Linked DNA regions of Mus musculus: all the other regions are linked to region 1. Evidence: chromatin contacts called from public promoter capture Hi-C data. All regions are on one chromosome and are shown on one strand. Each heading gives the region's core, a stretch centred on a gene start, on an enhancer-like site or on the middle of the called end of the contact. The rest is flanking DNA. Distances are from core to core; before and after follow the strand shown.

Region 1 (4,191 bases), core at 504-3,003:
ACCTGAGAAAATGGCAGACTGAACTGTACCACTCCCTAAAGCTGGCCCACGTAGTAGAAAGTAAGCCAGTAAGGAAGTTATCATATGTGAATTTCCAGACCAATCTCAGTGTGATACAGTGTGAGCTCTCCCTTCCTGGTGAAAACTATGACCTAGCTCGTAGCAAAATGAGAAAGAGGGAAAGTTTAAAATCTCGGGAGACTCCTCATCCTTAAGGGGAAAAAATCCCCACAAGTTGAAAAGGTTGATCGAGTCAGAGGTTGTGTGTAAGCCCAGTTGCTGTTGCTCAATTGGTCAATTGTGGACAAGCTGTAGTAACTCCAGTAGCGAGTATGAGGGTGTCCATTTCAGAACTAACCGCAACTTTGACTGCACACCTTAAGGTGAACCTACAGGAAATTTAGTTGGGTTTGGACTTTTGTCTTCCACTCCAGCACAGACTTTCAAAACTGGGACTCCATGCTGCAGTGTCTACAAACAAAACACTTCCTCTCTTTTAACAGTAAAACCTCAAACCACAGAGGTGTCAGCAAGAGGGAAACCGAAGAGGAGAACCCCTCTAATTGTCTATTCTTCTAAGCTGTTTTATTAGATCGTTAAAATCTTACAAAGACTTCATAATGATTGTAATTGTTGGAGACGAGATCTGCCTCAACTGCTTGTTCAAAAGTTACACCGTCAAACCTAGAAAACACTTTCCCCTGCATTTCTTCAAAGACTCTTTCAAGCAATCTTCTGCCCAGCAGTGAGATATCGGTGGTCTCTGCAGGAGTGGGCGCTGGGCTCAGCATCTTGCACACCTGTTGTCAGGTGACACCGTCAGCAGCATCCCGCGCCTCCCATCTCTACTCACCCCACCCCCAGAGACTCTCAGCTGTCCCTCTGCGCGCGGGGAGCCTCCAGTCTTCCAGAGTCACCTTAAAAATAACACCTCCCCAGCACAAAGCAAACAAAAGGCGAGCGAGAGCCGCGGGGCTTCCATAGCTCCTCTCCAGCCCGCCCCGGCCTGGGATTCCGTCCGCGAGTGGTCCCCAGGCCTCGCCTGCTCAGGCCTCGCGGCGGGTGCCCCACCAGCCGGCCTCACAACGGCCTGTGGCTCGCGCCCCACTTTATTGTGCCCGGGAGGGCACGCGCGGGCCGGCGGCGCACGAGCAAGTAAACTCTGAGCACAGCAGCTCCGGGCCCGGGCGGAACGGCTGGTCACGGCCTCCGGGCCTCGGTGCCCTCGGGCCCACGCCATCCCTGGCTCTCCCTCCCGGGCAGAGGGGGAGACCCGATCAGCCCCTTGCCCACAAAGCGCCCCGGCGGGGGTAGGGGTGCGTCTCCGAGCGAAGTTGGTTTCCGGGTTTGCTTTCCGAACAAAACCATCCGGACCCGCACGCTGCCCCGGGCAGGGCCTTGGCGGACTCCGGGCGGCCCGAGGTCCGAGGGTAACCGCCGGAGCTTCCCGGGCGCCAGGCAGTGCCCCGCGCGCGGCAGCAGTCGGGCGCGCGGGGCCCAGACGGGGCGGACCGGCAGCCTGCGGCTCCGAGGCCCGCGCGGCACTTACCGGGCGGCTGCACGGTGAGGGGCCCGAGGCCGGTCGGCCGCTTGCGCCGGTCCGCTCCGCACTCCTGCCTGGCCGCCCACGCCTCCTCGCTTCCCGCCCGCGCGTCCCGCGCTCGCGCCCTCCGCCCGGCTCCGCTGGAACCAGTGAACTGGAACCACTCGCGGCGGCCCCGGGATTCCCACAATGCACAGCGCGCCGCTCGTCACATCCCTTCCCGGCCTCGCGCGTCCGGCCACCCCTCCCCGCGCCACTCGGCGCCCCGGCCTTGACCCCGGCCTGCCTCGGGCCGCGGACGCCAACGACGCCAGCCTCGGTTGTACCCAGGCCTTGGTGCTCTGCGCCGCCCCCCCCCCCCGCCCCCAGGCATCGGTCTGCGCGCGGGAGCTGCAGGGGTCCGGCCTCAGAAAGGTGCCTGTAGGTAGCGCGGCTCTGCAAGCGTCTGCTGTGAGCACCTACTGTGTGTCTGGTGTCCCCTTGTCCCCAGTAGCCTCGTCCACAAAGAGGGAGGGTAGAACAATTGCTGTGACCAGGGATCTTCTTCTGCCCGGTCAGCACCAACTCCGCGCCTCAATCCAGCCTCCTGACTTTTTAAATACAAGGCAGCTGTGTGCCCCAAGATCAGCTACCGTAGCTCAACTCCCTTGATCAGTGGGATTCTACAGAGCTGGCCTCAAAGTCTGGTCTTGCTTTGCTCGTGGAATCGGTTAGCTACCTCCACCAAGCAAACGTTTGTTGACTACTGGCTCCAAGTGGAGACTTACTGATTTAAACAGTTGATACTTTTATTACATATTAAGGTGGTGGGGTGGGTGTCAGCCAGAGAAAGGGCAGCAACATCTATCCACAAAACTAAAGACTCTCCTTCAGGCCCAGGCTACACTAGAATATTAGCAGGTTTTTGGTTTGTGACCCTTTAACAGCTGGGCCATCTCTCCAACCCTAGCGCATTTTATAGACACAAAAAGCATTGTCTAAAGCCCCTGGCCCATGCATTCATTATTTCAAGTAAATATCTGGGACATTCTGCACACCATGCATAAACTTGAGTGTAGTTGTGAAATGGTGAACAGAACTGGCAACTCCCACCCCACCCCACTCCACCCTACCCCCATCCCGCTTTCCTGGAGCTTACAGTCTGGTGGGAAAAGAAAGGCAAGAGACAAAGGAATCACACATTACAGAGTATAAATTCTCAGAGGAAACAAGGTAGGAAAAAAAAATCCTAGGAAAGGTAAGCAGGGGTGTATTTGGTAGTCTTGAGGCTGAAGAGATGGATGGCTCCGTGTATAACAGCACTTCGTGCTCTTGCAGAGGGCCAGGATTCTGTTCCCAGGATTCATTTGTGTGGTCCTGATAACTCCACTGGGGGGGGGGGGGGGGCTCCAGTGCACTCTTCTGACATCCATGAATATCAGGCACCACGGGGTGCACATACACACAAGTAGGCAAAACACTCAAACACACAGAATAAAGTAAGTCCATCTAACCTTTTAAAAAGAGCGAGTTTCAGTAAGAAAGAAACATTTCTGGAAAGGCCTGAGGGAGTAGAGGGAGCAAGCAAGCCATGGAACGGGTACTGAGGAGGAGTACTCCAAACATGAAACTCCAAAACTATTATGGGCTGGAGTATGAAAATGAAGTCCAGAAAATGGAGGGGAAATGGCTGGACTTCTTGTCACTGTAGCAAATTAAAGGAACAATTTAAAAGAGAAATGTTTTTATTTTTGACTAAGTTTCAGGTTTTAACCCATAGTCCATGGCTCTAATGACTAGGCCATATTGGAGAGCAGAGCATCAAAATGGCAGAGTGACAGAGGCTACTCACCTCATGGCAAACAGGAAGCTAAGGGAGGGAGTCAGGACAATATATACTCCAGTGATGGACCCTCTGTAACCTAACTCCTCCCACTAGGGCTCGCATCCTAAAGTTTCCAAGATGTCCTCAAGTAGTGTAACCAGCTAAAGACCATGTCTTCAGTGAACTTGAGGTAAAGGTGGGCATTTCATTTTCGAGCCATGATATCTGCTCGTGGGTCCTAAAGGCTCAGGATCATCTCAAGAGTTTCAGTGGTCTTGGTTATTTTCAACGTTGTTCAAACTTTCAAGTCTAAAACCTTGAGACTCCAGGCAAACTCTTTCAACTGTGAGCCCCTAGAGCTTCCTGATGCTGTGACCCTTTAATATGGTTCCTCATGTTGTGGTGACCCCCCCCCCATTCCCAACCATAACATGAGTCTCATTGCTACTTCACAACTGCAAGTTTTCTACTGCTATGAGTCATAGTGCAAATATCTGACACTCAGGATGGCTGATAGGTGAACCCTGGGAAAGGGTCATTTGACTCCCAAGGGAGTCATGACCCTCAGGTTCAGAAGCATCGCCCTATAGAATTGAAAAGCCACTTACATACTTCTAACATGCAATGGCTTGGAACAAACTCTCCCGTTCTGAACAGGGAGAGGGGGAGCATTGAAAGGAGGGATGAAACAAAGAAAGACTGGAACTTACTATGTCTGGGATCCGGGACAAGGTGAGTTGCTCACTGTAAACCTGGCTAAAAGCATCAAGTGACAGCCATGCCACACTTCTATACTACAGTGAGTCCTCCTCCATCAGATTTGTTAATTGTTTAAACTCATTCC
Region 2 (4,546 bases), core at 342-2,841, 470 kb after region 1:
GAGTCATGTGCACCTCAAACTCATCAGGTCCCAAGCTACTCATCCGTCCCTGGCAACAGACACCCATCTCCGTGCCCTTCTTATGAAAAACAGCAGCAGCAGCAGCAGCAGCCACCACAGTGTCCGGAACTCAAACACCTTATGTATCCCTGATTCTTCTTTGTCCCTAGGCACATGGTGTACCAGTGGCTTTTCCCACTGCAGGGACAAGGCTTGACAAGAAGCAGTTCAGGAGAGGAGGTTTGTCTTTTGTCTCAGCTCACAGTTCAGAGCACAGTCCTTGTGGCTGGGAAGGCAGGCAGCAGGAGGCCGAGTGCTCACATCTCTCTGGGTTGCCAGGCAGAGTGTGGGATGTTCATGTTCACCTTATCCACCCCCCCCCTTTTATTCAACCCATGACCCTATCCCATGGCATGACGCCACCTTCATTCAAGACGGGTCTTTACCTTTGGACCACTGTTTTTCCCAAAACACCATTCAGTGATGAGCTTCGCCGATGCCCCTGGGCATTTGCCAGCCCAACCCAGTGGGCAATCAAGGTGAACCAGCACCTGTAGCTCCTATGTTCCCTTGAGACTATTGTCTTCTTCTAGACATACGTCCATCCCTTCTCCACTTCCACCACAGTCGCTCAAGCTCCAATGTGGTCCCCTCCTGCTCACTCGACCCTCCTGCTGCCTGCTCAGGACATCAACTGGGCCATTCCCTTGCTTCCTCAACACTGGCAGATTCTTAGCTTGGAGCCCTGATGATACACTGCTGTTTTCTGCTCTACTCTCCACCCAGCGCGCTTTGCTGAACTGGATGCCTGGGTCCTCTTAAACCATCCTCCTTTGGCCTGGCCAAATCCTGTTCTGCCTTCAGATCTAAAAGCGGCCGCTGCCATACTGTGCCATACTGTGCCTAGGTCAGGTGCCTACTCCAGACTCCTAATGCCCCAGCTGCCTCTCTACATCTTTGCTAGGCCCATGTTCTCCCAAGCACTGAGAGCTCACCCCTGGGACTAGTAGAAGCAGGTAAGGGGAGGGTGGTTAATAGATGCTAGGGCGAGTTCTCACCTCCCTACCATGTGACCGTTGGCATATTTCAAGCTCATCCAAGGCATGGTTCCTAGCCGATCTATCTCTTGGCAGCATCTACCTCACATTCACAGATCTTTATTGAAGCCAGGTGAGGGATTCCTGAATGCCAAGGTGTGAGCCCCACCCTTCCCACTTTTCTACGGTCTGTCAACAGGAAGACTTACTCCTCCTCTACAGTGTATCAGCAGGGCTGATGCATCTGGACTGCAGAGGCCAGTCTGTCCGTGCCTAAGTGTGAGGGAGTCAGCACAGACCCTCTGGCTTCCTGCAGTCTGCTAGAGAGCTATCTTCGGGCTCTAAGCATGAACACCTTAAGAAACTGAAACTTGAGGACTAGTTCCTTTGGACCCGCACTTTGTGCGAAGTGGGAGGGGGTGTGTGAGCTGGGCGGTGCAGGAGGGCGCGGGTGCTTAGTAGTGGCGTGGTCTGGGAGGCGCCGGCTGCCCTTCCCCTCCCTCTGCCGCTCCCTCCCTCGGGCTACTAAACCCAGCGCGCGCTGCCCCGCTGCTCTCACTTCACCAGCACCGCCCGCGCCTGCTTTCATCGTGGGTCCGCGCGTGCTCCAGCTCCATGGCGCTCCTCATGCGACTGCTGACCCTCGCTCTGGCACTGTCTGTGGGCCCCGCTGGGACCCTTGCAGGTCCCGCCAAGTCACCCTACCAGCTGGTGCTGCAGCATAGCCGGCTCCGGGGTCGCCAGCACGGGTAAGTCCCAGCCGCTCTGTGATGGGAGGCGTGAGCATAGGACAGGTCACTGAACTGCCAGTGTGCTCAGCTGGGGACATCATACCTGGCCAGGGGTGCGCGCGCGGGGGAGTGGAGGTGGGGGACGACAAAGCCCGAAGGAATATTAGCCATTGCATAGAAAGACCAAACCTGCGTGGAGGTTGATGAGATAAGGGGACACAGTGGAACAGTTTGTGAAGAAAGGGTTGGGGGCACTGGCCAGTGACCACAGAGTCAGACAAAAGTGCATGAAACAGTCTAGGGGACTATCAGTCTCCTTTCTTGACTCTAGGTAGAAGGGGGCGTTGGCAGCTCTCAACGCAGAATCACCATCACCCTGAGACAGTACCTACCTACCATAGAGGGGAAAACCAGGCAGGTCACTGTCCATTGATTCCAGGAGTGTTACTGGTCATACCTGGTGGCAGGACCCTAGCTAGGTGCCCACTACTCCTATGCATTTGGTATTGCTCTGCACCCAAACACTCAACACCAACAGTGCTTGCTGGCCAAAGATGTAGAGCAGGAGGCTTCACCACCCTTTATACATGCTAGACAGATTGGGAAACCGAGTCCTGAGAAGGAACCATTTTGCCCTGCAGTATGTCCTGGAGTCAGGACTGGCATCTGTCTTAAAGCGACAGGCAGCTTTGTAAACGTGGGACATTGGTGCTTCAGGTATTTCTCTGAGATGTTGCAGATGTGTAAGTTTTCGGAGACGCACTCTGGCCAAGGCTTTGCCCTGATGAAGAGCCTGGCATGGTATTTCTACACACAACCAGGTCATGCCTGCTCCAAACAGAGCCCAGCTTTGTTGCATGTCCAGACTACCTGGGTGTATGAACATCATTTATACTAGAGGAAAACTCTATGGGAAAAGTAGAGTACTGACTTCCGGGGAGGCCTGGTGCCCATGATCAGGCATTCGCACCCCAGGCTATTCCCAACTCTCCAACAGACTACACAGATCTATATTCAGATCTAAAGGAAAAACAAACCATGTGGCCAGTGGCGGTTGTCTTTTTAGACCCAGACACAGCTTCAGCCTCCAGCAACTGGGTAGACTCTGGACTCGAGTAAAGGATGCGAATTTTAGGGAGAAGTTACCTTTCTTCTGCATGTGGCTTTCCAGTCTCTTGTAGCCCCCCCAGATGTTCAGTGCTTGGGGCAAAACAAGTTGCTGGGTGCGGGACTGGCCACAGGCAGAACAGAACCAAGCCAGGCTTCACGGCCTCCTGAAAGGAGACAGGCAGTGGAAAAGGTCCTTGGGTCATATTTTAACTTAGGCTGTGGGTATGAAGGATTGAGAGGGCAGATAGGAAAAATGCAGATTTGAAGCCTCAGAGCCAAACATGGAAAGCCAGAGCATCTCTCATCCCTGCCCGGTTCACCTTTGGGTCCCACTGCCTTTCTTGAATGTTGCATTCAGTTCTGTTCCCTCCTTCCTCCTAACCACTAAGATCACCACAGGTCACCCTGCAGTGTCGTAACCCAGAGCTGCAATGTCAACAGCCACAGTGAAAGGTCTCTAGAGATATCGTGTAAGATCTATCTCTGAGGCCAGCCTCCTTCCCTTCAGAGCCCAGGACACTGTCAGGAAAACCAGTGCTTTAAGAAACTTCAGATGTGGACCAGTGAGGTGGCTCAGCTAAGGTCCGGGCTGCCAAGCCTGATGACCCACATGGAATAAGTGAACCAGCCTTCCAAATGTTGTGGGAAGCTCACTGTGGCATGTGCTTCCAACAAACACAAAATGAGCGAATGATTTCGATTCACTTCTCTGAGGTTCTTGCCCTGAGCTGGAAAACTTGTAGCAAGTAATCTACAATAGGCTGATGGATCAAGAGATGATGTGCTGAGCGGGAGGATGCATACCTTCCATCCCATCTACTCCTGAGGCTGGAAAAAGAGGCGGGCAATTCAAAAGGAGATCCCATCTCAAAATAAATATGAGAAAGACCACAGCAGCACCCTTCTCTAAGGGGAATCTGGATTCCCCAGAGGCACACAAGCAGTGGCAAATGGTTACAGGCATTGTTACATAGTTGCATTTACTCTGACCTAACTGTCCCTGAAAAACCACGGGACTGCCTGGCCTTGCACACATGGGTGTGGTACCTTGTGCAGATGGATAACCTTGTTCCAGCTCCAGCCCTTGATTCAAAGTGAGAGCTGGAGAAAAGGGAAGTTTGGGGAAGTGCAGGGTGTCCCGTGAGAGAGGGGAAGGACTCTGTACCTAGCCACTGGGCAGTAGTGCACAGTCATTCATGGCCCCGCTGCCTTTGCCTCCTCATGCCCCTGCCCCCAGCCACTGCAAAATTCCTATTTTACAGAAGGTGAAACTGATGCTTAGGAGGCAAACACAGAAAGCTGGTAGGAGCAGAGGGGTTGCTGGGTGGTCTGTTGGCTCCCAGCTGTGTCTGTGTAACAATGGGAGTGGGGAGCACCAACACAAAGCAAGTGAAAGCTGGCCACGCTTTTGAATGGCATTGAGAGAAACTGGATGGAACTTCCAGAAGTACTTGGTTTTCAGATGCAAGTGGACCAGCAGAGTTGTCTTGGGGCAGAAGCCCAGGAATGACCTGCTCATTTTGAGCACATTTCAGCACAGATTTCCTGTGGACTCAGCTTACCTCCACCCCCAGCTTCTGCTCCTGTCACAGGGGCAGGAGCAGTGGAAACTCTACACAGTCGAGGAATGCTGGAGCCAAATCCACAGAGACTCGCTGAAGAGCCGCC
Region 3 (3,929 bases), core at 1,032-3,531, 500 kb before region 1:
CAGATGGTTGTGAGCCACCATGTGGTTGCTGGGATTTGAACTCAGAACCTTCGGAAGAGCAGTCAGTGCTCTTACCCACTAAGCCATCTCTCCAGCCCTATGCATTTTTTTAAAGGTTTATATTCTATGCATCTTGTATTCATCTCTTTTTTGTTTAGATTTAGTTTTATTTGATGTGTCTGCGTGTCCTGCCTGCATGTTTGCCTGTGTACCTTGTGCATGTCTGGTACTTGCAGAGGCCTGAAGAGGGAGTCAGATGAATCCCCTGGAGTTGTAAACAGTTGCGAGCGGCCCTGTGGGGACTGGGAACTGAATCAAAAGTCCTCTGCAAGAGCAGACAGCAATTGCTCTTAACTGTGTACCTGCCTCTCCAGCTCTACCAAAAATGTGCTTCTCTAGTCACAGTCATAGTTGGGAATTTTCTCTTGTACATTCTCACAAGTGTGTCTTTGTCTTTTGCCTTGACTTTCTGTGCTGCAACCAAACTCAGGCCTTGTGCACACCAGCTTGGTGGTCTGACATTGAGCTACATGTCTTTTAAGATTGTTCCTATTAGATTTATTCATTTTATCTTGTGTGTTTTGCCTGCCTGTATGTATTTATACCATATGTGTGCTTGGTGCTTAGGGAGGTAAGAAGAGAGCATTGGAGCCCCTGGAATTAGAGTTATGAATGGTTCTGAACCACCGTGTCTGTAATGGGAATCGAACCCAGATCTTCCGCAGGAGCAACAAGGGCTCTTTACCTCTGAGAAATCTTTTTAGCTATGCAGAGTATCTTTTAAAACCAAACTCGAACAGAAATGTTAAATTTGGCTGGGCAGTGGTGGCACACACTTTTAATCCCAGCACTTGGGAGGCAGAGGCAGGTGGATTTTTGAGTTCGAGGCCAACCTGGTCTACAGAGTGAGTTCCAGGATAGCCAGGGCTACAGAGAAACCCTGTCTTGAAAAAAAGAAAAAAAAAAAAAAAAAAAAAGAAACCAAAATTCTGGTCTACAGAGTGAGTTCCAGGACAGCCAGGGCTACACAGAGAAAGCCTGTCTCAATAAACAAAGAAAACAAACAAACAAACAAACAAAAATAGGCCAGGCAGTAGTGACGCATGACTTTAATCCCAGCACTTGGGAGGCAGAGGCAGATGGATTTCTGAGTTCGAGGCCAGCCTGGTCTACAGAGTGAGTTCCAGGACAGCCAGGGCTACACAGAGAAACCCTGTCTCAGAAAACCAACCAACCAACCAACCAACCAGCCAACCAAAAACCAATGACCGCACCTGCCAATGGTGTGATGCATGGCCCCAGGCATCCAGGTGTTCTTCTAGAATGCATTGTCTGTTCCTTTTCTGGTTTTGAGTTTGTTTTAAAATAGTTGCTCAGTGGTTCCCTTTATTAGGCCTAATTGGTTTTCATGAAAACATCCTTTTCCTAGGAAGGCATAGACGCCTCCATTTTTTGCAGTCATGAAGTTAGTCTTTTGCAGTCTTGGAGGACCTCTGTAGGTAGGGAATCTATTTGCTCTTGCTTTGCTTTGTTCTACCAAGGCCAGGTTGTCTTTAATCTGATTGGTCATTTGAGGTGTTTGTAGGCATAGGAAATCCTTTGGGAGGGCTTCTTTGTTCCAGTATAGGGGTAAGTTCGGTAAGTAAAACACTTAAAGGACAGGTCAAAATGTGAATATAAAGATAATAAGCAGAAATGGAGTGATCCAGACAAAGAGCCAGAGCAAGAGGGAGGCCCGTGCTTTTTGTCTGGTGCCTTTGGGCCCCATTTCCTGAGCGGTTGAACGGATCATGTATTCCCCCCTGCCCCGAAAGCTTCCCAGTGTTAAGAACTATTATAATCCTTAGTGCAGTTTATCTCTGTTCTGTAGATTCTAAGTCTTCACATCTCATATTGAAGAGTCTTTCCTCTTCAGTATGATGCTCCTTGTGTCGAAGACACATCACTACTATTAGTTGTCAGGATCTGGCATACACATAAGTGACTCAGTACGGAGCATATAAGGAGACAGGAGCATTAGTTAATGCAGATTAAGGCAAACAGACACACTCCCTGGGAGAGCCGCAGGCTGCATTAGGTTCCTCGGTGGTCTGCAGCGAAGACCCTTTGCAAGGCTGACCTGGCTGATGGCACACTCCATAGCGCCAAAAAGGGCTGCGGGTTGCGCTAGAAAAGTAAGTTGTTGCTGCCGGCGCAGCCCGCGCCGCGCGGCCTCCAGTCGGTTGGTGGCGCTCTGGAGAAGCAGCCGCTTCCTTCCGCCCGCTCCTTCCTTCCGCACCCCGGCACCAGCACATCCTGTTTTCGTTGGCCACGCTCTGATGGCGGTCACTGCTGGAGCTCTGTCCATTTCGTAGGACCGGTCCTCGCTCGGTACCGTGAGAGCTTGCTGCCTCCCTCCTTTGTCCTCTTCATAGGCCTGCGCATCGTCCCCGAGGGCGCAGGCCTTCTGCTGGCCGGCAGCATGGGCCGGGAGTCTCGGTGAGTCCGCGGGCGAGCGGCTTCTTGGGCTCGGAGGGGAGCGAGCGGGTGGAGGGAGCGGCGCTGCGGGTAGAGTGCGGGTGGCCGCGCGTGTGGCTGCTGAGGACCCGGTCACCCGGGCTGTGACGAGGCGCAGCTGGCATGCAGGGCAGCCGATTGCCGTGAGCTTGCGACCACCGGTCGAGCCCTGAGCGGGAACAGTCCCCCTGACCCCACCCCGCCCATCACGGAGCCTCCCGCCTCATCCCCCGGGTCAACCCAGAGCCGGTTCACTCCCGTTCCTCTTCGTCTTCACAACATTGTTTGCCTCCACTCTGGGTTACTTTCGTGCGCACGTGGGCCTCTCTGCCTAAGTCATTTAGAAGGAGCGTATGCAGGCCTTTTTTACGCACCTGCTATATGTGCAGGACCGGCTTTTATTGGGTTACAACAAAAACACCTGTTCCATGGCCATTTATTCCGCGGATACATTTTGTTACTATGTTGCCTGCTTCTTTGTGAAACCTTTCACGCGGGCACCTTACGGTGTCTTCAAAACTTTAGGTTTTAATAACGGATTAGGACCTTGAGGTAGATGATGATGATATTATTACTACTACTACTATTATTATAATCATCATCTTGAAAGATGAGATGACTGGTATGTATGTAGCCAGTCTGAAAGGTACTGTGGTTCACTGTGTAGGGAGAATGAAAACTTGGCGTACTGGGTTAAAACTTAGGTTCAGGGAAACAAGCCAAGTGTGAGTGGAGCAGCTTGAAATTTTTGCAAACCAAAAAAACCTGTAGCATCTTCCGTATAAAGGGTGTATTGCCAGTGACCATGGTTCTTTTTTTGGGGGGGTGGGGGGTCCGAGACAGGGTTTCTCTGTATAGCCCTGGCTGTTCTGGAACTTACTTTGTAGACTAGGCTGGCCTCGAATTCAGAAATCTGCCTGCCTCTGCCTCCTGAGTGCTGGGATTAAAGGCGTGCGCCACCACACCCGGCCTGAATTACCTTTCTTGATCTTGCTGTTATAATTATTATATTTGTATTGCTGGAATCAAAATAACAATAAGACCTTGCCATTTTTTGACTTAGTATCTGTTGGATCCTGTTACTTTCAAGAGGAAATTCAGACTCCCCAGACCTTTCGCAGAAGGTCCTTTTCACCCATTTACCTGCGTACAGTTGACTTCCTGTGGTGCCTGGCTTCCGCTCATCTGGAGCTTTCTAGGTAGATCCTGAGAAGGCTCAGAAAGCGAATGGATTGTTGATTCCTAGTAATGGCAGCCTTCAGTGATGGCGAGGAAGGCTGCTATGAGCTGATGTCAGGGCCTCACACATTCGGAACATGGGCTGGACGACCATGGCCTCTCCCCTCAGCACAGCCTCCCTTTCCTGCTTATTCTGGTCCCATGTGGAGACACCCAGCCCTTCTCTCTTGCCCTCATACTTGGTATTTAATTCA
Region 4 (4,109 bases), core at 1,416-3,915, 390 kb before region 1:
CACGTGGCCTTTCTACATTTTTTTTTTTTGTCCTTCTCCCTTTACTCTGACCCTGTGGTCCCTCTCTGGTCTCTCCCAGACCCCTGACTTGGGTCAAAAACCCTCACAAATAACAGATGTGGCTTTTTGGGTTAAAATTGTGTTCTGCCCAGCTAATTGGCTGATCAGCTCTTTATTAACCAATCACAGGTGATGGAAAACATTTTTTAGGTAACAGATATCAGAGATGGTTGACCACGCCCTTGGCTGTGTGCACGAAAGCCTGTGGGGCCAGATGTCAGCCTCCAGTGTCATTCCATAGAAAATCATCCACATTGGTTCTGAGACAGGGCCTCAGGGTGGCCTGGCATTTCCCAATTGGGTGGAGCCAGCCAGCAAGCCCCAGATCTCTGCCAGTTCCGCCTCCCCAGTCCTGAGCTCATACACCCATACCACCACCCCTAGCTATTTCACATGTGGGTTCTGGTCTTCATGCTTGCAAGGCAAGCTCTTTAATCTGCTGATATGGCCCCCAGCCTGTCACAGTAGTTTATGGACAGTAAGTGTTAGAGGCCCACAATTATATATTTTTCTACAGCTCATTGTGAGTAGCCCAACAGTCTTGTAAGACTGGCTCTTAGAATCCCATATTGCTTGTTGCAGAAAAGTTAGAGGAGCTAAGGGTTGGCTCGTTTACAGAGGAAGTGGAATACAGCTTATAACTAATCCAGACCCTCTAGCCAAAGAGACAGCTTTTCATCTGTGTTCTGAGGAACTGTAGTGTAACTCAGAGATAGGCAATGGCTTTGTCCAGGGGTGTCTCAGGAAGCACAAATCTGACATTAAAAATTAAAAAAGAGTGTCTCTGCCCACAGGAGCTGGTGGTGTTTGCAGATTTGGAAGGAAAAGGCAGCCAGTTTTCCTATCTATCGGCTTCTGGGAGGAATTTGACCTGATGTTTGGTACCTGGTTCCATATGCCATGCCCAGAAAGCATTAACTTAAAATGCTTGTCATCAGTTATCAGTCCTGAATCTTCTGCAGACTTGAGCTCAGCTTCTGTCTGGAGAGAAAGAGCAGAAGTAAGCTGCTTCATTAAAAGAAATGGAAGGGCCATGGAGAAATAAAACCCTCTAATTTCTGTGAGTGTGATTGTGTTCATGTGCGTGTGTGTGTGTATGCGTGTGTGTGTGTGTGTGTGTTTAGGAGGCAATAGGGTCTCATGTAATCTATGGGCATTCACCATGTAGCCAAGGCTGACTTTGAACTCCTGATCCTTCTGCTTCCATCTCTCAAGTGCTGGGGGAAGGCCGTGTACCATGAAGCCTGGCTAACACTCCAGCTCCCTAGGTCACTGACCACACGGCTGTGGATGCCGACATGCAGACGAGAAGGTCACCGTTGCGTTTGGAATGTTTTAATCTGTAATTATACAGCCTAAGTGTGCGAGTTTGTATTCCTTCCCCTTTCTATATGTTTACAAGTGTGAGCTTTCAACAGAAGTGTATAGCCTTTGTGGTTTGTTGGGCCCCGCAGGGCTCACCTGGGACACTTACAGGAGTGGCGCCATCACTGTGCATTTGGCTGGCTCATGAGCATGCTTTTTTTCTCTGATTGCAAAATGCATCTTATAATTTGGAGAACAAAAGAGTCAAATAAGAAATAACCCTCCTGCCCTTTTAGAAGCAAGTGTGTGCGTGTGCGTGTGCTCTGGGGCTGTGCTGCAGGAACCTCAGTTGCTTCCTCCACTTTGTGAGCACTTTCTGTATTTCCTCGTGATTTTTGTCTCATCTGGTTTGAGACGGGGTCACTGTCTGGCCCAGCAGGGCTGGCTTGCAGGGGTTCTGCCATGGCAACAAGTAACCCTAATCACTGAGTCACCTTGCCGGGACCCACCTGGAGATTTTTAGTGGTAGGATAGACAGTAGTGTCTCATGACACTGGAAGGTCACAGTTAGCCTAGACAGGACTTTCATACAGTAACAGTCCTCCTAAGGGAGACTTTCCCAGCCTCCCTTTCCAAATGACCCGTAGTAATACACCGTCAGCTCAGCACAGAGACGTCGGGAAGTCAGACCGTGTCCCTTTTGCGTTCTTAGGATCTCGGTGCCCATTGCTTCGAGGCTAGGCTCGGATCCAGTTAGAAAGTAAATCCAGCCAGTTGTGTTGGCACGTGCCTGTAATTTCAGGACTCAAGAGGCTGAGGCAGGATTGCACATTCAAGGCCAGGGTGGGCTACATAGCAAGACCCGGCCTTTAGAAACAAGTGAATGGAAATCATCACCTAGATAGGATTGATCTGGTAGAGCTAAGAAAAGCAAATCTCGCCCTTTGAGTTACTGGAGAAGCCCAGGAGGAACATGTCATGCTGTAGGGCTTTATAGCTACTGTTCGCTTGGCTTAGCACAAGGGGCCATGGGATATTTTCACAGAAAGCTTTCTCTTTCTGAGATTTTTTTTTCCCCCAGATAAAGAGGGCTTGTTTAATTCGGGAAGAGTTATTTCGTGGGAAATTAAATATTTGTAAATCCTCTGCCGCATTTCCACACGTGTCAGTTCTCTGGCAAATGACGGCTTTGGAGTGGTTGGGAAAGGATTTCTTAAAGGCAGACGCTTCTGTGTTCCCCTGCTTAGCCGTGTTTTCAGTTTTGAGTCAAGTAGGTGGAGGGCTCAGGGCTTTCCCTTTCTGTTAGGCTCTGGGTGGTGTTATGTGTTCTTAAACTTGGAACGATGATCACTTGTAGAGATTTTTAAGAAACAGTGGTTTCCTTGGGTATGTTAATGATGTCTGTGGCCTTTACAAAGAGCACCAGAACTGCTGCCTGGGCACTGGCAAGCAGCTGCAGCGCAGGAACCATAGACATGGTAACGGTGACATCTTGCTTTGGCATGCTCCGTGGTGTCTGATCACATTGCCTGCTTGGGAATCCTGAAAAATTTATTTTCAAGTCCCAGTACATCATTTTTTCCAACACTGATCAAAAGACTGGAAAACCAGAATTATATGTAGTCCGCACACTCTGAATCTTTTGGCTGTTTTTGTTGAAATACATCTATGCCTTCTAAGTATTGAAAGCCTAGTATCCTTTAACCTGGACGGCAGAGGTAAAACGGGTTTTATGCGAGATATTTAGCTGCGGACCACATCTTCAGCTTTTTATATGCCACAGTGGTCTTGCTCCCCCCTCCATTGTCTGATAGCGAGGTCATTTTCAGTCCTCTGAGAAATCCTATTCCCAGCCAGATGCGGCTCATATATTAAAAGTAGCACCTGTGGCTAATATCAGAGCGGCTTACCATAAATTTACATGGTAACTAGGATTATATCTGTCAGGACTGCTAAAAAGCATCTAGATTTAATTTGATTTCCAGTATCGTGGAAGCTATGCAACGTTTCGCTTCATAACTATATTTTAAAAGTTAAAAAATCAGTCCATTGTTAACTTTTACGGCCCCCCCAGCGCCCATTAAGTTGATTTGCTCAATGGAGGTTAGGACGAAGCAACCCGGCTACATTAAGATCGGAAACCGACCCATTTGTGACAAATTTAGTCCTTTCGTGTGACTCTTCTCCACGTCTCTGCGTTGATTGGATTCAGGTGTAGTTCATGTCAGTAGTGTTTAACCTCAAAAGAGTGGGCAGTGTGATGGGGTTGTTGTAAATTACGAAGTGTTCTGCGTTGGCTTATTTAAATGTAACCGGATCACTCGGCTGCACCAGCCTACACCAGTGGTGTGGTTTCAAAGACATCTCAGAGAACTGGGGTGCCTGCCTTCACCCCGTCCCTTTCTAACCTGCTCTGTTACCCATTGTCTTTCGAGTCTCTTCCATATGTCCTGGTTTACACACCTGCAGTTATAAAATTATTTGGGGTGCTATTGAGTCAGGTTGTTCCCCCTTCCAGCATTTATGAATACAATAATGATTCTCCATAAATCAAAATTATTTACAAGTTACAGAAAACCTGTTCCTGCAAATGAGATGTGAATGACGGTTTTTTATTTTCTTCCCGTTTCCAGCGACTCCTCAGCATGAAACCAGGAGCGTGTTTGTGTTTGCAGAAAAATTAGTTCGTAGCACAAAACCGAATTAAACATTCAAGTCAACCTTTTGGACATTTTAGAGTCTAA
Region 5 (3,941 bases), core at 965-3,464, 390 kb after region 1:
ATGATCACAGCTTCCAACTGAAATAACAAACTTAATTTAAATAACCACAAAATTAAGTCAACTACCTAGCTCCTGATATGCAAGTTCCAATGTAAAAACACAAATAATAACAACAACAACAAACCAAGATATGACTCCTCCAAATTCTACCCATCCAGGGTAATGTTCCTCAACAAGAGTGACCTAGATGAAATTCCAGACAAAGAATCCAGACAGTGTGACGATAACTCCATTCACAGAGATGAAAGAAGGCATAAACAAACAAAGCTGAATGAAGTCCCAGAGAACACAAATGTCTGAATGAAATACGGAAATGTAGTATGCGAATAGAATTCAGTGAAGACAGAAATGCCTGGGGAACAACCTGAAAAGATGCTGGGGACGAAAACCCCAGTAAGTGAAGCAAAGCCCCGTGGAGAGCCCCCAGAGGACCACCACAAGGAGGACAAAGGATCAGGGCAAGGACAGTGACCGTGGGATTGGTATATTCATTCAAGGACAACAATTAACATTTTTTCTAAACTGTAAGTGTAAGACGCATGATCTTTGGGACATCATGAAAAGAGGAGATCTAAAACCATGGGCACAGAATAAGGGATATTTCCTTGAAACGGAAACAGCTCCTCCAGGAAGGACTTAGGAGGGAAAGAGATGATGGCATACCTGGGAAATGGAATCTGAGCACTCAAGAGGCTCCTCCCCACTGTAGAGAAGCAGTTCACAGCTGTCATGAACCAGACTCAGACCTTCTGAGCTGCAGACAAGTCTCTCTGATTGTTGAACTACCTAGGAGCTGAGCAGAGGACTCTAGGCTTGCAACTTTCCAGTGAGTTGTCAACCCAAGTTGGGGTGGGTTTTTCAGTGATACAGCTGCTTTCTGGGGGGTGGGGTGGGGCAGGAGTTGCAAGTTTCTTGCTTTGGGTAGTGAGATGTGTAACTAGGACTCAGCGATAGTGGGTCAGAGTGGAAGTCCCAAGTCTATGCTGGTTCAAGGTGGATCTAAGCTGAAAAGCCTTCCCTGAGGAACAAGAGTGCAGAGGGGGCTCATTGAGTCTATGGATCAAAAGGAATTTCACAAAGTAGAGGCTTTGGCAAACCCAAAGGTCTAGACTGGCATATGCATCTGAATTCATAAACAATCTACAAGAGATCAAATTAGGACAAAACGGGGGGGGGGATAAAAGTCTGTCCACATCACTTGAAGGCAAATGTGGCAAGATCTGTGTCAATTGAACTCTTGAGGGAAAAGAGCTGACAGCAAGACACCACAGAAATCAATTTGTAATAAGAACTTCAAATTAATCTAAAATGTCAGGTGAGGGAGGACCATGATGGGGGAATTAGAGGAACCAAGAGGAATCTGGGGGAGACATACATCTATGGTATGTTCATTATCCTGTCTCTATGATGGTTTCAAAGGCAACAAAACCTAGGGTGTGTCCAGTATTTGTCAGTTGTACCGTGATAAAGCTGGTCATTACAAATAGAGTATGAGTGACGCTAGATGTTAACGTAGAATGCTGTGTGTGGCTTGATATTTTGAAACTTAAAAAAAAAAAAATCCATAGCTCATTGTGCATTCTTTTTGAGCTGGCAGGCTGGCAGCTCACAGGTGACCTTCTGCAGTCCTGGCCTGCAGCTCAGGACCTGAGAGGCGATCATTGCAGCTTCCAATCACGGTCCCTCAAGCATCTGCATGATGGTAGTGGGGTGTCCTTCTCAAGTTAAAACCTGGAAACTCGAACTGTTAGTTTGGGTCAAGTGGTCAGTTATTTAACTGAATATTCACTAAGCATACTGCTTATCCCTTGAGGAGCACTCACACACTGGCCCTGGGACCACCAAAGGACTTCTAGAGGCCTAGGAACCTGCATGTGCTAGGTGAGACCTCCAGCTCCAACAGAGCGGCTGGGGGCGGGGCGAGGCTACCTAGAGTCAGAGGCTCTAGAGGTGGAGCTTTTATCAGTGGGCGGGGCGCGGGCGTGCGTCAGGGTCTACCTCTCGGTGAACCCCGAACTTAAACTTAGCGTTTGGGGGCGGGGCAGAATTGACGGGGGCGGGGCATCTTTAAGAGGCAGCCACTTCCGGGGGCGAGGCTGGGGGCGGAGCGAGACTCCCGGGGGCGGGGATTCGAGAGGCTGAACACTAGCACACTGGGGCAAGGCTTCCTGGAGGGGTGTGGCGCGGGCGTGGCGCAGGCGGGGCCTGGCCTGTGATGCCCATTTAGTCTCTCACTGTCCGCGGCTTTATGCGGCGCTGGAGCCCGCCCACCTGAGAAGGTAGCTGCTGGCGTTCGTCACGCAGAGTTCTGCGCTTGACCGGCGGGCCTGCCTGGGGCTGGCTGCCCTCAGGAGCGCGTTCGGAGGTAACATTTGTGGCGCAGCACTAGGGAGCTGGCGGGGCGGGGCGAGCCGAACCGCAGGAACCCCCAGAGCTGCCTGGCCGTGGAGGCAGGAGCGAGACCTAGTCTGCTCGGAACCGAGCGTGCGGAGCCCAGCCATCCCCCCAGTCCCCGGGGGCTTTTCAGCTCTCTCACCGCTTTCAGCTAGGGTCCGGTCGACCCCAAGCCCTGTTTCTCAGGACAGTTAGGATGTAAGATAAATTGCACCGAGCAGTTTTAGGGCGGTACATTTTCAATGCCATCTGTATTCATTTTTACACTTTAAACTCTGCCCCGGGTTGGCGTCCTCTTTCTGGTCCAGTCTGGTTGCCTGGATATGGGGCAGGCTGCTCGGTGCTCATCTAGGGATGGTCTAGGTTGAGTTCTGTTCGCCTCTCTGCCATCCTCGCCTCTCAAATGGTGTTTTCAATCCAAGTGCATTTTACAAACGAGTCTTCAGATGATGCACTTAAAAATGAGATCTATCTATTCAAAAAATTGAAGTTTACTTTGTAAGTAAATATATCTTAATACCACAGAGAAGCTTGAGCTATGCCAACTTATACAGCTAATAAACCAGTACACGTAATTATGAACTACTTCAAATTTCATGATATCTCTTCATAGATATTAAGTAAAATGTGAATTTTTAGAGTGCTTTTCTGCCTGATATGTAGCCTTAGTATAGCTTCCAGTGTAACTTCTAGAGAGTGTTGTGATATTTCTACAAACTAGTTTTCATATGGGCAAAAAAACTGTTCTATTATTAATAACCTACTAATAAAATCACTTAATGTATATAACGACTTACAGATAACCTAAGCATAAAATGATTATATGCCCAAATGATGGTTTTGTGGGTTTTTTCCAAGACTGGAAGTGAAGTCAGATGGGTGTCGGTGATTACCCCATGGCAGTGTCATTTCATTGGCTCAGCAGTAACTGTAACTTGGAAGCCACCTTCAGGTAAGAAAGCCTTGAAGTGGTCCATTGCAGGGCAGTGGTGGTGCATGCCTTTAATCCCAGCACTCGGGAGGCAGAGGCAGGCAGATTTCTGAGTTAGAGGCCAACCTGGTCTACAGAGTGAGTTCCAGGCCAGCCAGGGCTACACAGAGAAACCCTGTCTCAAAGAACCAAAAACAAACAAACAAGAAGCGATCCATTTCCTTAACATGAAAAGAAATCAGGCTTTTTAAATAAATGCCCCCATATATTTAAGATAGAATTTTTATATAAACAGATCTAAAAAAAATTAAATGGGAATGCAATATGACCAAGTGGTGGTCCATATTCATAAATAATTTAATGTGATTCATATTATGTAAATAATGAACACATGGTCAAAAAGTACTTCTAAAGAATAAAATCAATTTATCTTACATTCTAAAACTACTACTTCAGTGTGCTATATGAAGTTTGTAATTGAGAGGGTAGTTAATGCTTTAATAATTTATGTAAGGAGAAAATTAACATGCATTTGGACTAAATTATTGGTATCAATATAACATCTTTAAGAGATTTACGTGCTTGTATTGGTACTTTGCCTGCATCTTTGTCTGTG

The links. Promoter capture Hi-C pulls out the DNA fragments that hold promoters and counts their contacts. Capture Hi-C pulls out chosen DNA fragments and counts their contacts.
Region 2: a contact with region 1 is called in a promoter capture Hi-C map of liver, with 2.5 times the contacts expected there. The contact joins the promoter of Tgfbi here to the promoter of Macroh2a1 in region 1. A contact is called at or near these places in 2 of 9 other capture datasets (liver and macrophages).
Region 3: a promoter capture Hi-C map of liver shows a contact between it and region 1, with 4 times the contacts expected there. The contact joins the promoter of Ddx46 here to the promoter of Macroh2a1 in region 1. A contact is called at or near these places in 5 of 39 promoter capture datasets (the HPC-7 cell line, cranial neural crest, liver and 2 more), 2 of 115 datasets of contacts at active chromatin or transcription factors (embryonic limb bud and pro-B cells) and 1 of 9 other capture datasets (liver).
Region 4: a contact with region 1 is called in a promoter capture Hi-C map of embryonic stem cells. The contact joins the enhancer-like site here to the promoter of Macroh2a1 in region 1. A contact is called at or near these places in 3 of 39 promoter capture datasets (cranial neural crest, embryonic stem cells and frontonasal cranial neural crest), 1 of 484 Hi-C or Micro-C datasets (adipose-derived mesenchymal stem cells), 1 of 115 datasets of contacts at active chromatin or transcription factors (stem cell-derived neural progenitor cells) and 1 of 9 other capture datasets (adipose tissue).
Region 5: a contact with region 1 is called in a promoter capture Hi-C map of liver, with 2.3 times the contacts expected there. The contact joins the promoter of Fbxl21 here to the promoter of Macroh2a1 in region 1. A contact is called at or near these places in 4 of 39 promoter capture datasets (cranial neural crest, hippocampal neurons, liver and 1 more) and 1 of 115 datasets of contacts at active chromatin or transcription factors (memory CD8 T cells).

What each region holds. Positions count from the first base shown.
Region 1 is chr13:56,133,797-56,137,987 of GRCm38.p6, forward strand. Macroh2a1 (macroH2A.1 histone) reads right to left here and starts at 1,754. Exons shown (of 9, transcript NM_001159513.1): 1 at 1,550-1,754.
Region 2 is chr13:56,607,995-56,612,540 of GRCm38.p6, forward strand. Tgfbi (transforming growth factor, beta induced) reads left to right here and starts at 1,592. Exons shown (of 17, transcript NM_009369.5): 1 at 1,592-1,786. The coding sequence starts at 1,653.
Region 3 is chr13:55,632,718-55,636,646 of GRCm38.p6, forward strand. Ddx46 (DEAD box helicase 46) reads left to right here and starts at 2,282. Exons shown (of 23, transcript NM_001282055.1): 1 at 2,282-2,478. The coding sequence starts at 2,462.
Region 4 is chr13:55,746,971-55,751,079 of GRCm38.p6, forward strand. All of the region lies in intron 2 of Pcbd2 (pterin 4 alpha carbinolamine dehydratase/dimerization cofactor of hepatocyte nuclear factor 1 alpha (TCF1) 2), which reads left to right. Among named protein-coding and RNA genes, the nearest start is that of Pcbd2, 22 kb to the left of the region's middle. Within about 2 kb of position 2,666, at least 1 of the 459 cell types and tissues checked has an H3K27ac peak or open chromatin away from gene starts, as enhancers often do.
Region 5 is chr13:56,520,258-56,524,198 of GRCm38.p6, forward strand. Fbxl21 (F-box and leucine-rich repeat protein 21) reads left to right here and starts at 2,215. Exons shown (of 7, transcript NM_178674.5): 1 at 2,215-2,365; 2 at 3,253-3,346.